2 separate regions of the Mus musculus genome follow, and region 1 is linked to region 2. A link is a contact called in public ChIA-PET data. All regions are on one chromosome and are shown on one strand. Each heading gives the region's core, a stretch centred on a gene start, on an enhancer-like site or on the middle of the called end of the contact. The rest is flanking DNA. Distances are from core to core; before and after follow the strand shown.

The links. ChIA-PET counts read pairs in DNA pulled down with a chosen protein or histone mark.
Region 1: an RNA polymerase II ChIA-PET map of memory CD8 T cells shows a contact between it and region 2, with 7 read pairs. The contact joins the enhancer-like site here to the promoter of Tbc1d22b in region 2. A contact is called at or near these places in 8 of 115 datasets of contacts at active chromatin or transcription factors (T-cell acute lymphoblastic leukemia, bone marrow-derived macrophages, embryonic stem cells and 3 more) and 3 of 9 other capture datasets (adipose tissue, liver and pancreatic islet).

What each region holds. Positions count from the first base shown.
Region 1 is chr17:29,840,131-29,844,888 of GRCm38.p6, reverse strand. It overlaps Mdga1 (MAM domain containing glycosylphosphatidylinositol anchor 1), which reads left to right. Exons shown (of 17, transcript NM_001368423.1): 8 at 1,748-2,044; 9 at 2,483-2,770; 10 at 3,941-4,092. Among named protein-coding and RNA genes, the nearest start is that of Mdga1, 46 kb to the left of the region's middle. Within about 2 kb of position 3,013, at least 124 of the 459 cell types and tissues checked have an H3K27ac peak or open chromatin away from gene starts, as enhancers often do. A contact at or near this core is called in adipose tissue, bone marrow-derived macrophages, embryonic stem cells and 1 more, where this site is marked.
Region 2 is chr17:29,546,920-29,551,237 of GRCm38.p6, reverse strand. Tbc1d22b (TBC1 domain family, member 22B) reads right to left here and starts at 1,436. Exons shown (of 13, transcript NM_198647.1): 1 at 1,244-1,436. The coding sequence starts at 1,299. It overlaps Tmem217 (transmembrane protein 217), which reads left to right and starts at 1,645. Exons shown (of 3, transcript NM_001162901.1): 1 at 1,645-1,729.

The sequences.
Region 1 (4,758 bases), core at 1,764-4,263, 290 kb before region 2:
GCCTGAGGAACCAGAGGAGGAGGTGGGCTCCTTTTGGGTCTTGGGGGGAGGAGGAGCAATGCTGTAGGCTCTGCCAGGTGAGGAACTAAACCCAGGGAAAAGTACAGCAAGCAGAAAAAACACAGAAGCCCCACAGTGCAGGAGACTAGGTGTCTCTCCCACAGTAGGTAAGAGGATTTCTCATGCTGGGGCAGTGATGGCGCACGCCTTTAATCCCAGCACTTGGGAGGCAGAGGCAGGCAGATTTCTGAGTTCGAGGCCAGCCTGGTCTACAGAGTGAGTTCCAGGACAGCCAGGGCTACACAGAGAATCCCTTTCTTGGAAAGACAAAACAAACAAACAAAAGGAGGCTTTCTCACAAGATCATCCTGACTCTAGGAAGGTCCAGGTTTGAGCTGAGGCCGGGGTCTGAGGGCCTCCTCCCCAAGGCCCAAGTCTAAAAAAAAGAGGGAATCTCTTCATCTTTGGGGGTGGGGAGAAGGCTGGAGGGCTTGGAAGCCTGGAAGTTTCTGATTGAGGGAAGGGGCCTGGGTCTGTTTCTGAATTTGGCTCATGGGTATGATGTCTGGAGCATGGAAGCCTTGTAAAAGCCTCTAGAGACAATTTAGACCTGGAGGGGGTGGGGGAAGAACCAACTGGCTCCAAAATAGGAAGAGCAAGGCGTGAAATGCAAGCCAAGAGCTGCACAAATGTTGGCAGGATACAAATCATAAACGAGATAACCGGACCTTCGCCTGGGTTGTATAGTTATTCCGGACCTTCGCCTGGGTTGTATAGTTATTTACAAATAGTCATTTTGTATTTAATTATAGTTAATGCTCAATACTTGACATTTAATGATAAAATGTTTGATGTGGGCAGAGACCCAAGGAGGTCTTCTAAAAACCCCTCCTTTTGGCAGTGTGTTGGGGCAGAGTGGGTTCAGCTGTGAATAATGGAACTCTAATTAATAGTGATTTAGCCACTGGGGTGTGGCTCACCAGCAGAGCCTCTGGCTTAGCATGTATAAGGCCCGGAGCTCCATCCTGAGCCTGCACACAAACTAAATGTGTGTTGTTTTGTCGTGTAGAAGTTGGCTGTGGAGCAGACTGGCTTAGGATGGCGGCTGGCCTCCACAAATTCCTCAGGATTCTAGGTGCCACCAGTTTGTTGTCACCTCTGCAATGGTGGCTCCACCAGAGGCCAGTGATCTGCATCCTGACCTGCAGGAAGACCTGAATTTTCTTAATATTACATTGGTCAGCGTTTATTCAGATGCATGCTGGGAAATGTAGTTTCTATTCTGAGTGGTGTGGGTCTTACTGAAACCAAGTATCCTTATTACTTTGGAAGAAGGGCTACAAGATGTTAGGAGATAGACAAACATTTCTTGCTGATTCTGTAGGCAAGAAAAGCTAAAGGGATGCTGGAGAGATGGCTCAAGGCTCCCAGCATCCAGGTTAGAAATCCAGGGTGGCTCACTATGCCCTCTAACGAAAGTTCCGGGATCCGGTGCCCTCTTTTGGCCTCCTTGGGCCATGCATGCATATGTGGATACACATGCATATACACATAAATAAATATAAAAATACTTCTGTAAGAAAAGCTGAGGGGCTGGGAAGGAGAAATTAAAAGCACTTGAGAGTCTGAAACAGAACAAATTCAAAGCTAGCCTCTGCTACATAGCAAGTTCAAGGCCAGCCTGGATGGGCAACAGGTCAGAGACCACGGACCCTAACTCGGTCCACCCCTCTCCACCCTCCTCCAGTACCACCCACCATCAGTGTGCCCAAGGGCCGAGCAGTGGTGACAGTGAGGGAGGGCTCTCCTGCTGAGCTCCAGTGCGAAGTTCGTGGCAAGCCCCGGCCTCCAGTGCTATGGTCTCGGGTGGACAAGGAGGCCGCCCTTCTGCCCTCGGGGCTGGCCCTGGAGGAGACTCCGGATGGGAAGCTGCGGCTGGAGAGTGTGAGCCGCGACATGAGCGGCACCTACCGCTGCCAGACAGCTCGCTACAATGGCTTCAACGTACGACCCCGGGAGGCTCAGGTGCAGCTGACAGTGCACTGTGAGTCCCCTCCCCAGACATTCAACCTATGCCAACCCCACCCCTCCTCCTACTGTGTGCACACCACCTAAAAACTCCTTGACATCCTTTCCACCAAAGCACAGGGAAGTAATTTGCTTCAGTTTGCACAGCAAGGCTGGGATTTGAACCAGTTTTCTAGTCAATGCTCCAAGCTCACAGGCTTTGCGGTCTTTCATTATGTGTTGGTCAAGGGGACCCACTGATGCACGACCAGAGGCCCAGAGGCCCAGAGGCCTATTGGCCCAGTCTAGGAAGGATGGCTGGAGTGAATGGCCCGCAGTCTGAGTGTGGGGGTGTTGTATGAGTGAGTTTCAAGTAGGCACCGACCCTGAGCTCCTCCCAGGCCAAGGTCACGGGACAGGGGGACAAATGAGCTGCTTCCTCCATGGTCCTACTGACGGTAGTCCCGGTCCCCAGTTCCTCCAGAGGTGGAGCCCAGTTCCCAGGACGTGCGCCAGGCGCTGGGCCGGCCTGTGCTCCTGCGCTGCTCGCTTCTGCGTGGCAGTCCTCAGCGCATCGCCTCGGCCGTGTGGCGCTTCAAAGGACAGCTGCTGCCCCCACCGCCTGTTCTCCCCGCCGCTGCTGTGGAGACCCCCGATCACGCCGAGCTGCGCCTGGACGCCCTGACCCGTGACAGCAGCGGCAACTACGAGTGCAGCGTCTCCAACGACGTGGGCTCAGCCACCTGCCTCTTCCAGGTCTCCGGTGAGCGTCCGGTCAGCTCCACCCCCGCCTGCTCGCCCATACCCTCCTGGGACCAGGCTCCGTCATCCACCCCAACCTCTCCCCGTACCCCTCCCCCTGCCTGGGCTGCTCTTTCCTTCTAGCTCCTGCAGTCTTTAGGCATTTGTCTTTTCTAAGACTTTTTTCCTCCTCTTGAAGGCCCGCCCCCTTAAGACCACGCCCTTCTACCCCAGTTCCTGGTTTCTCCCTACCATTGACTGTTCAGTTCCTTTCTTTGGCCTCTTACGGCCACGCCCCCTTTCAAATGCACCAGGGTAGGTTTGGCCGGCTCTGTGCTTCTGTCCCTTCAGCCCCGCCCATAATCAAAATCTGGGCCCAGTCCCATCTCAGCCAGAACTCAAAGTCTTTCCTCCATGGTCCTTGGCCTCAGAGGGTGCGAATGGGTAAAACCATTGGGTACCCAGCTTGTAGCTTGGAGGGAAGAAGATGCCCCTGAACAGCTGATTGAGGCTGGACTAGGCAGAACATAATCTCCTCCTCACTCATCCCTCCACCCCCAACCTTTCCCCAGTTGCCACCCTAGAGGTAGCAGTGCACCCTCAGGGACCTGACTCCCTGATGCCTGAAACCCCCGGCTTTCACAGCAGCCCCCAAAAAGCACGGGGTGAATCCTTCAATTCTTGCATTCCTCCACCTCCTCAATAGCAGGAGAGAAGGCTGCAGGTCACTGGCCCCCTTCCAGGCCTCTCCCCACCCACTCAGCTTTGCCAGCCAGAGGCCCCTGTGACATTTCCCACCTCCCCCGTCCTCCCTCCCTGTTCCCCCATTTTTCCTATCTCCCAACCTTTTGACCTCCACCTATCATTTCTTTCTTCCCTCTCTATATGCCCGGCCCTCGTCTTTACCAATCTTTCTGTTTTCTTCCTTGGCCTTTCCTCTTTCTATCCTCACCAACATCCCCCCTTTTGGGACTTACAATCTGCCCCCTCCATCTCCGCCCCCTCCCCCACCCCCACCCACCTTCATCATCCCCTCTCCTTCCAACACCAACTCTCCTCACGACACCCCTTTCTCTTTGTTGCCTCCACCTCTGTTCCTCTTTCCCACGGCTCCTCTCTCTGTGTCTCTCCCACCCCACCCTACCCCATCCCCACCTTCCATGGCCCCATGCCCCCCTCCCTGCCCTCTCAGCCAAAGCCTACAGCCCGGAGTTTTACTTCGACACCCCCAACCCCACCCGCAGCCACAAGCTGTCCAAGAATTACTCCTATGTGCTACAGTGGACACAGAGAGAGCCCGATGCTGTGGACCCCGTGCTCAACTACAGACTCAGCATCCGACAGGTGTGCCTGGCATGACACGTGCACAATGGAGCATGGAATGTGCGGGGGCAATGGGGGTGGAATAGGGACAGGGAGGAGTTCCCAGACACCGGCCGGCCCCTTCTGTCTTGACAATTTTTCTGAGTCCAGATATAGTGGCCAGAGCTACGAGCCTCTGAACACCTGTATCCTCCTTACTGGACACAGCTGAGAAGCAGACATAAGACAGCTGGGCTCAGGGCAAGGCCAGTTTGATTCACAGAATGGACATCGACTCTGGTGTCCAGGGCTGAGGTGGGGGACTCTGTGATACAAAACCTCAGTCTGTGAGCCACCCTCATGCCTGCCTCATCGATGAGGTCCTGATCTGGCCAAGAGGCAGTAGTGGGGGTCAGGAAGGGGGAGACTGTGGCCCTTGAGAACAGGGCTTAGGTGGGGGCAGAGCCAGCTGCTAAAGCAACTGAGAAAGTTAACAGCTCTTTTGACCCTCATTTGCTTATCAGTGAAGTGGGACAATGTTATTATTTCAAGATGAGGGTTGTTTTTGAATATTAGATGAATTGATGCTGCCTAAGCACTTTATAGTGCCCAGGACACACTAATTGTCCCATGCCTGTTCCTATAGTATGCTATTATATATTATTGTTAGCATAGAGACAGGCCTGGGACAGGGCCTGGGACAGCAAA
Region 2 (4,318 bases), core at 187-2,686:
TTGCCTCCCCTGCTATTATATTAGCACACATTGCTAAAACCTGGTCCCTCAACTTTCTCCACGTGTGTAATGACAGCTCAGAAAAGTTACACAGCCAATGCTGACTCTCAGTTTCTCTTTCGCTTGAAGAAGGGGGCGAGGGCTGTGTGTAACTCAGTGGCAGAGTGTCTTCAACAGTGTGAAGAGAGAACGGAAGAGGGGGAGAAAGAGGAGAGGGAGGGGGAGGGGAAGAGAAGGAGGAGAGAGAATGGGAAAGAGGGGAGAGAGAGAGGGAAAGGAGGAAGGGAAGAGTGCGAGGTCACAGGTCAAAGGACTACACCTGAACAAAAAAAGACTTAACAGGAAAATCACTAAGGATAGAACTCATGAGGGCGGTGACCAGACACAAACTCTTAACACCAAGCAGCCTGTGGCTGGCAGAAATCTTAAATTCAGTAGTGAAACACATAGGGCTTTCATTTTTCAGGACATCACCCAAAACAAACGGAACCAGTAAACCAAAAGGCAGCCTGACTGAGAGACAATTGCTCAGTGTCAACATACACTAACAAGAGAAAGAAACACTAAGGGAATAAGTTGCTTGAAAGGTCTGCTCTCCAACAAAACAAGAATAAAAGAACTTAATGCATCCACACTGAAAAATCATCACTTCTCCGGGATGCCAGAAGGAATAACTTATTCTCCACCCTGCGGCCACCCTGTAATAATTTCTCAAAAGAAAGGACCAACTCAAGACAGAGTAAGGTCAGGCTTGAGAATTCCCCCTCCCCTGTCTTGCTCATACCCCTGCAGGCCTGGCCCAGGCTCTCCTATCAGAACCCCTTTGGGAGTCCAAGGGAAGACAGGAATGTGATGATGGGCTGGGAACCAAGGCCATGGGGCCACCAACCCTCATGCAAGCAGCCACCCATGCTGTTGGAGACCCCTAAGGAGTTCTGTAGAAAGTCGGAAGCGGTCTGCAGGTGGCCCTCCACGGCTACGCTGACAATGGCAACTCGCCCAACTCCACTGCCCCTCACACTGGTCCCCTGACACCTCCCAGCTGAGGTTCCCCGCCCCCAGACCCCAGTCTGCACCCCACACCCAAGCTGGCCAGGCTCCTCTGATTGACAGCTGCTCCAGCCTGGGCTACTCCGACACCAGCCCTCCGGCCTCGGGGGTACCCCAAGACGGAGGGATTCAGGGACCAGGATCTGGAAGGCTTTGGGTCCAATCCCCACTCCCCTCAGCGTCCTGGGCTCACCTCCCCGGTAGCTTGGCGCTCCTCTTCCAGAACTGCTTGCTGTTCTCGGCGGCCATCTCTCCGGCCCGGGGGAAGGCCTGGTCGGTGGGTCACGGGGGGGCCCCGCGACAGGCCCCCGGGACCCCGCAATCTGAGGGCCAGCCCAGGCCGCTTCCCCGCCGCCGGTCACCCGCTCCCAGCTCCTGGGGGCGCCATCTTGGATGTGGGCACTCCCCCCGCCCAACACCGTTGCCATTGGTGGGCTGAGCAGGCCGGTGGGCGGATGGACCAATGAGGATCCCGGATCCTGCGGGCCGCTGAAGGCCCGCGGCAACGTCAGGGGCTGGGCACACAGGTGGGCCGGGGAGGCGGGGCTTAGATGGGCAGGAAGGCGGGGCTGAAAGTTCCTACTCCCCGGAGGCAGAGAACCAGGTACTGCGAGGAAGAAGTAGATGGGACTGTTGCCTTTGATGGGCTGAGGTTCTGGGGTTGTCTTGGTGGAGAGGGGTAAGGAGAAACCATAACATTTGTATACATTAGTCTTTAAAGGAAGGCCTCATGTAATAATGAACATTTTTTAATGTCCCTCACCTCAATGGCACCCAGGGTGGTTACCCCCCCACCCCCCCACCCCCGCCTTGTTCCCTTATGGTCCTAGTTTCGCAGAGGACAGTTCCGGCCATACCCCAGTGCGGGTAACTGTTGTATGAGTAGCAGTTGATTTATCAGACTCCCCCTTTCTTCCGCTAACTGAACTTCGTGATGTAATCCCTTCTTCGGGTCTGACTCTTTCTGGTTATGAGGATCCAGATACTGAGAAGTCATGCTTAGGAAATACTAATTTATCCTCCAAGTAGCATTTTCTCTAGGGACGTTGTTCATCCCCATGGCAACAATCAGGAAGATGAAGGATGTACCCCCAATATCCTCAACTCCTTTATTAACTGGCTATAAATCTTCCATCTATAGATTCATTTTTCAATCTAATTTTGACTCAAAATGAGATCTAATTTTAGCATGTTGTCTCCTTTGGGTGTCATGTTAATGACTACCTCTCTTTTTTGAGTGTGTTCTGGGACATTTGGGGGAAGATGGAGGGTACTTCCTTTTTCTACTCCGAAGAAATGTTTGTTCAGACAAGGAACTGTGGATATGTGCGAGCTACTGCTCAATCCATCTCTGTACTAACACCCTAGGGTTTCTAAATATTGAAAAATACATTACATTTATTCAGTGTGTGTGTGTGTGTGAGAGAGAGAGAGAGAGGAGAGAGAGAGAGAGAGAGAGAGAGAGAGAGAGAGAGAGAGAGGTCAAAGGAGAACTTCAGTTTTCTCTTCTCACCGAACTCAGGTCGTCAAGACTGGCTGTAAGCCCCTATACCCATTGAGCCATCTTGCTGGCCCAACATACTGGCAAATTCTCAAGGCTCCTTCTTTTCCCACCTAAAGAAACACCTTCTATATGTCCCTCAGTGATTTCTTTTTACATAGACATTACTCCCAGTTTTCAGGCTTCTTTTGCTTGCTAATGTTAAAAGACTAGGACTGTAGACCTGAACAGGTGGCCCAGGGGTTAAAAGCATGTGCTGCCCTTTCAGAGGACCTGAGTTCGGTTCCCAAGTACCCACAACAGGTGGCTCATAATGGCCTGAAATTCCAGATCCAAGGGATCAGACACCCTTTTTTGGCTTCTGTGGACATTGCATACATGTTGTTAACACACATACACACACACACCACATACACACACACACCACATACACACACACACCACATACACACACACACACACAAATAAAAGTAAACATGATAGGAGGCTGGGGAGATGGCTCAGAGGTTAAGAGCACTGACTGCTCTTCCAGAGGTCCTGAGTTCAAATCCCAGCAACCACATGGTAGCTCACAACCATCTGTAATTGGATCTGATGCCCTCTTCTGGTGTGTCTGAAGACAGCAACAGGGTACTCACATACATAAAGTAAATGTAAAAAGTAATAAGCATGATAAGAGTTAGATGAAAAGGGCTATTTCTACTGAACCACTGTTCTTTTATAGACTTGTATCTTATCATTTTTCCCTTTAAAGATTTATTATATATACTGTCTCTCTCTTCAGACACACTAACCCCTAAGAAAGTGAAAGAATTTTCTTGGGAGGGGGAGGAGGGAGAAGGAGGAAACTAAACAGTCTTCTACCCTTCTCCTTCCACAATCCCAATAACAAACAAAAGTTTGATTCCACCAGAGTTCACTCATGAGTTTATTAGGCTTACTTACAGAGTTTGAGATGGGTTGTAGTTAGGAGTGTGGGCGACCCTAAAGCAGATACACTGGAAAATCTGCATGAAGCATGGATGTTTGCTTCCCCTATAGCCACCCAGATGGAACCCCCTCCCCAGCCGGTGTACTCAGTGCCTCCCCATGACACCAAAGCCATGTTCAATTAGGACAAAACTTTACACATATGACTTTATACAAATATATTTGGCTCTCAGGATAGTGTTGTACAACAGGAGAATATACTAAAGTCTCCTTGTGACTGATGATAATTATCTTTATTCTTTTATTTAATTTTTTTAGATTTTTTTAAATGTACATGAGTGTTTTGCCTGTATGAGACTCTGTGCGCTATCTGTGTGCCTGATACTCACAGAGGTCAGAGAAGGGCATGGGATCCCCTGGAACTGGGGTTATAGATGGTTGTGAGCCACCATGTGGGTGCTAGGGATTGAACTCCAGTCCTCTGGAAAAGCAGGAAGCGCTCTTAGCTACTGATCCATCTCTCCAGCTTCCTTTGTCTTGATTCTAAATGGCCAGAACTTGTGCTGGCCTTTGTGACTTTAGAAGAGCCGATGTCACATGATGGCGGTACATGGCTATCATTCTCATACTTGGAAAGCTGGGAAAGAGAGGAGGTGCAAGGATAAGGCCACCCCAGGCAAAGACTACGCAGCAAGTTCTCCTCCAGAGGGGAATGCGGGAGAGGTAATATCTGGTATGTGTGTGGGATATGTATGTCCATGCCTGGGTGTAAATGAACATGTATGTGGGTGTACATGCATATGGAGGCCAAAGGTAGATATCCTACCCCTATCACAC